2 separate regions of the Sus scrofa genome follow, and region 1 is linked to region 2. The links are chromatin contacts, called in public HiChIP or PLAC-seq maps. All regions are on one chromosome and are shown on one strand. Each heading gives the region's core, a stretch centred on a gene start, on an enhancer-like site or on the middle of the called end of the contact. The rest is flanking DNA. Distances are from core to core; before and after follow the strand shown.

Region 1 (2,700 bases), core at 73-2,572, 230 kb before region 2:
TGGTTCCTAGTCAGATGCATTAGCCACTGAGCCACGACGGGAACTCCCATCCAAGCCCCCTTCTTAATGCCCATATTCTTCGTACACCAAGGGGCTCCCACCCTTGCACCCTGACGAAGTTCTCTCCCCCACACTGGTGCTTTTCTTCTCCTTCCTTTGGCTCTCACTGAGAAACACCGTTCTTCTGGGAGGCGCTCTGCTGCAGCTGAACCAGAAAGGTGTCTCAGGAGGCCGCTGTCCATGATCTAAAGAGGAGAGGGTGAGGTCTTCTTTCCTGAGGCTAAAAACAGCCACCTGGTCACCTGTCCGAGCCAGCCCTCGGAGACGGGCCTCCCCGGGCTTTCTGGGGCCCTGCCACTTTCCGCCTCCAGGAAGAGGCCGGTCTTCGGTTCGGCCCCTCACCCGCTTCCTGCCACAGGAAGGGCCGATGCCACTCCTTGGTCAACAGCCCTCGTCGCCTCCCTCACCCACAGGAAACTTTTCCCAGCCCGGGTTCCTCCGCGCTCCTCACTCGCAAGGGTTCCCAAACTTTCTTCTCCAGGCTCGGCCTCCCAGGGCTGGCTCCAGGGCGCCCCCTGAGCTTCACCAAATCGCCCCCAACTTTCTTCTCCACCAGTTCTCCCCGCTCAGGGCCTCCTCGGACCCGACTTACCCCCTCGACCTTGCCCCTAACGCCCCGCCTGCAGCCCCTCAGCCCTCCATCCCTCCAGGGAGACCCCGCCCGGGACCTCACCGTGGACGCCACGATCTCCGTTGGCCTCCTTGGCCCCGCCGAGGAGCAGCAGTGCCAGCAGAGCGAGGAGCGCCCCGCACCAGCTCGGCCCGCACAGCTGCGCCATGACGGGCTCCACCCGGCTGCCCAGGGGAGGCCTCGAACCGCCGGCCGTTGGGGTCTCGCGGTCAGGTGCGGGAAGACCCTTGCCGCGCACGCGCACGGGAGCGCCTCGCGTCCAGCTGCGGCAGCTCGCAGAAGGTCCGCGGGGTGCTGCGCTGGCCCTCGCCACCCAGGAAGTTTCTAGGAAGCCCCTTTCTCGGGCCTTCGGTGTGCGGACACTGCCTCCGGTGCCCACGATGCTTCAGTCCGCTCCTCGCTCGCCCCCGACCTTACCCCCCACTTCAAGACCCCACCACACCCCCAAACGCTCGGTGGGCGCTGGAGGCAATGGCGGCCGCCTCGAAGCAGCTACGGAAGGTGGAGGGTCAGGGAGGGGGCGGGGCGCACCTGGCGAGGCGGGGCGCGTAGAGCGCAGGCGCAGGGAGGATGCACCTGAGCAGCCGTCCTCCTCCTTGGGCGCACCTGGACCCACCCCTGTCTCTGGAAAGGGGCGTGGTTTTTGCGTTGGCTCCGCCCAGGGTGGGGCCTAACCGGGGCAGGCGCACTCCTGCCTAGGTCTTCCGCCGCCCTAGCGTGTGGGCTTGTTGACCACGTCCGAGCACCTTCGCTCTTGGGCTAGGCCTCCGGGTGAGAGGAAAGGGCGCGGACGTGCCTTATTGGACACGTGTGATTTTTGCCCACCTCGCTTCAGCCTTCTGTTGCAAGGGATTTATTCCTAATTCCTATGTTCCCTGAGCACCTACTCAGTGTGTTGCTAGAAACCCAGCTGTGACCAAACCAGATTCCTGCATCACCAGGACAGGAACATCCCAGCGTAGTGATGATAGAAGCATAGGGCAGAGTGGATATGGATGAGACAGGGGACACAAGCTGAGTGCTAAGGGACTGGGTGGTGGAAGACCTGGGAGCCCAGACAAGTTCCCTATTTATTCTGAGAGCTGGGCAGGGAGGACCTCCCAGAGAAGATGAAAGAGCCGTGAATGAACACAAGCCTCACACTCTTGCCTCCCGGGTTCCCAGTCCTGAGACCAACTCTACACTAGATAGGGATTGGTGTCAGGGCTGAATTGGGAAAGCACAGGCAGAGGCAGCTGACCACCTTGGGGGCCAGGAAGGACTTCCTGTAGAGGGATGTGCGAGCTGAATCTTAAAAGGAGGATGGATAGGACAGGCATAGGAGTAGAGCTCAGTCAACAGGATAATTAAAATAAATGTATTTTGGAAAACACTTTATGGGAATTTGCATTGTAGTGCAGGGGAAATGAATCCAACTAGAGTCCATGAGGATGCAGGTTTGATCCCTGGCCTTGCTGGGGTGGGGGGGCGTTCCAGCACTGCCATGAGCTGTGGTGTAGGTCTCAGACAAGGATCATCGGATCCGGAGTTGCTGTGGCTGTGGCGTGGGTTGGCAGCTGTAGCTCCGATTCAACCCTTAGCCAGGGAACTTCCATATGCTGCAGGTGCAGCCCTAAAAACCAAAAAAAAAAAAAAAAAAAAAAGAAGAAAACACTTTACAGTGCTATGAAGAAAATGAATTGAAGGCTGGGATGGAAAATAACGGAGGACTGGGTGGTGGAGGAGGTGGTTTTGATAATGAACCTTGGAGGATAAGAAGAGCTAATGGATAAACATTTCAAGCAAACAGCAAATGCAAAAGTCCTGAAGCAAGGAAGACATCAGGGTGGTGCTGCAGGACCCAGGGCCACACCCACTCCTCGGCCTCCCTCTAGATGTAATAATATGTGAAGAACTTTAACTGGGTTATCAAAATGGTGTGTTTACCTTAAGCAATTAAAATGTTTCTTTTTAGGGAGGTTCCTGAGACTTATGCAAGTTCCCAGGCTAGGGGGCGAATCAGAGCTGTA
Region 2 (2,700 bases), core at 111-2,610:
GACACCTAATGGTAAGTCCAACTGACAAAAAGATATAAAGAATACAGAAAAGGTAAATAGGTAGCAAATATAAATGATTACATAAATATTTTTTCTTCTCTTCACTGATTTTAAAAATGCAAGATTTCATTAAAAAATAATAAAACTGTACTCTGGGGATTGTAACATAAAAATATACATGACAATAACAACATAAAAGAGGGAAGAAGAAGTAGTCTGATATTAGAGCAAAGTTTCTATATTTAACTGGAACTAAGTTTTAGTATTACTAAAGTAGACTGTGATAAATTAAGATGCACACTCTAATCCCTAGAGACCTACTAAGGAAATAACATGAAAAAGTTTTTAAAACCCCAAAGGAATTAAAATAAAACTCTAGGAAGTATGTGCTTATCAGAAAGAAAGCAGTAAAGGGAAAAAGACAGACATGAGACATACAGAAAACAAACAGAAAAAGACAAACATTGATTCAAACATACCAATAATTATATCAAATATGAATGAATGAAATTCATTCTTACAAAGTGAACAATTCAATGGTTTCTAGTATAATCAGAGTTGTGTAACCATCAACATAACCTAAACTTAGAAAGTTTTCATCATCTCAAAAATAAACTGATAAAAGCAATCACTTATCATTCTCCCCTCTCAACATTCCCAGCCTAAAAAAACACTAATTCACTTTCTGTCTATAGATTTGCTCACTCTGAACATTTCATATAAAGGAATCATACAATACATGGTCCTTCGAGTATGATTTCCTTCCTCTGCCATAATGTTTTCAAGGTTCATCCACGTTGCAGTATACATCAGTACTCCGTTCATTTCTGTGGAAGAATAACATGCTATTGTGTATATATGCCACATTTTGTTTATGCTATCACCAGTGAGTGGACATCTGGGTTATTTCTACTTTTTGGCTATTACGAATAATGCTGCTATGAACATCTGTGTATAAGCTATTATGTGGCTGTACATTTATACTTCTCTTGGGGATATACCTAAGAGTGGAATTGCTGAGTCATAAGGGAACTTGGTGTAACTTTTTGAGGAACTGCCAAACTGTTTTCCAAAGTGGCTACACCAGTTTACAATCCCATCAGCCATATATGAGGGTTACAGTTTCTACCATCTTTGGTAACATTTATTATTGTCCATCTTTTTCGTTACAGCCGTTGTAGTGAAGTGGAATATCACTGTGGTTTGATTAGAATTATCCTAATGACTAATGGTATTTAGCATCTTTTTTTTGGCTGTGAAATTTCTCAGGCCAGGGATAGAACCCATGCCACAGGAGCAACTTGGGCCACTGCAGTGACAACGCTAGATCCTTAACCCACTGCACCACAAGGGAACCTCCTTGAGCATCTTTTCATGTACTTATAGGCCATTTATATATCTTTATGGGAGAAATAGCCATTCAAATCCTTTGCCCATTTTTAAATTGGATTATTTGCTTTTATATTGTCAAGTTGTAAGAGTTCTTTGTAAATTCTGGACACAAATCCCTTATGACACATACGATTTGCAAATATCTTCTCCCATTCTATGGTTTGCATTTTTACATTCTTAAAGGTATCCTTTGAATCATACACAAAAATTTTATTTTGATGAAGTCCAACGTATCTATTTTTTTTTCTTTTGTTGCTTGTAGTTTTGGTGTCATATCTAAGAAACCATCACCTATCCCAAGGATGAAGGCATACTCCTATCTTTTCTTCCAAATGTCTTATAGTTTTAGCTCTTACATTTAGGTCTATGATCTATTTTGAGATCATTTTGTATATGTTGTAAGATAAGGCTCTAATGTCATTCTTCTGCATGTAGAGATCCATTTGTCCTACCTGCGATGTTTTTGCATTTTCTTGTGAGACTTAATTTTCTTTTTTTTTTTTTTTTTGTCTTTTTGCGATTTCTTAGGCTGCTCCCGCGGCATATGGAGGTTCCCAGGCTAGGGGTCAAATTGGAGCTGAAGCCACTGGCCTACACCACAGCTCATGGCAATGCCGGATCCTTAACCCACTGAGCAAGGCCAGGGATCGAACCCACAACCTCATGGTTCCCAGTCAGATTCGTTAACCACTGAGCCATGACGGGAACTCCAGAGACTTCAATTTTTTTTTTAAGTAAAATAATTTTTTAGGAGTTCCCGTCATGGCTCAGTAGTTAACGAATCTGACCAGCATCCATGAGGATGCAGGTTCGAGCCCCAGCCTTGCTTAATGGGTTAAGGATTGGTGTTGCCATAAGCTCTGGTGTAGGTTGCAGACACGATTCAGATCCTGCATTGCTGTTGGCTGTGGTATAGGTTGGTAGCTACAGCTCCAATTCAGTCCCTAGCCTGGGAGCCTCCATATGCCACAAGTGCAGCCCTTTAAAAAAAAAAAAAAATTTTTTTTAAAGGATTGAAATGACACAAGAATGTTACTCCATCACAATGGAATTAAACTGATTATCAACAACAGAAAGAAATTTGGTAAACCTCCAGATATTTGGATTAAATAAGACACTTTTAAATAACTCACATGTCAAAGAAGAAATCACAAGGGAAATTAGAAAATATTTGAAACTGAAACAAAACCACAAAACTTCAACATTTATGGAATGTAGTTTAAGTAACATTTAGAAGGAAATTTATACCTTTAAGTGCCCATATTAGAAAAGATTTCAAATCAATATTTAAGCTTTAATAGACAAGTA

What was found. HiChIP or PLAC-seq counts read pairs in DNA pulled down with a chosen protein or histone mark.
Region 1: an H3K27ac HiChIP or PLAC-seq map of alveolar macrophages shows a contact between it and region 2. The contact joins the promoter of SPINT2 here to the promoter of SIPA1L3 in region 2. A contact is called at or near these places in 1 of 5 promoter capture datasets (fetal skeletal muscle) and 1 of 2 datasets of contacts at active chromatin or transcription factors (alveolar macrophages).

What each region holds. Positions count from the first base shown.
Region 1 is chr6:47,180,394-47,183,093 of Sscrofa11.1, reverse strand. It overlaps SPINT2 (kunitz-type protease inhibitor 2), which reads right to left and starts at 1,322. Exons shown (of 7, transcript XM_003127108.5): 1 at 734-1,322. The coding sequence starts at 839.
Region 2 is chr6:46,946,738-46,949,437 of Sscrofa11.1, reverse strand. SIPA1L3 (signal-induced proliferation-associated 1-like protein 3) reads right to left here and starts at 1,360. Exons shown (of 25, transcript XM_021094330.1): 1 at 1-1,360.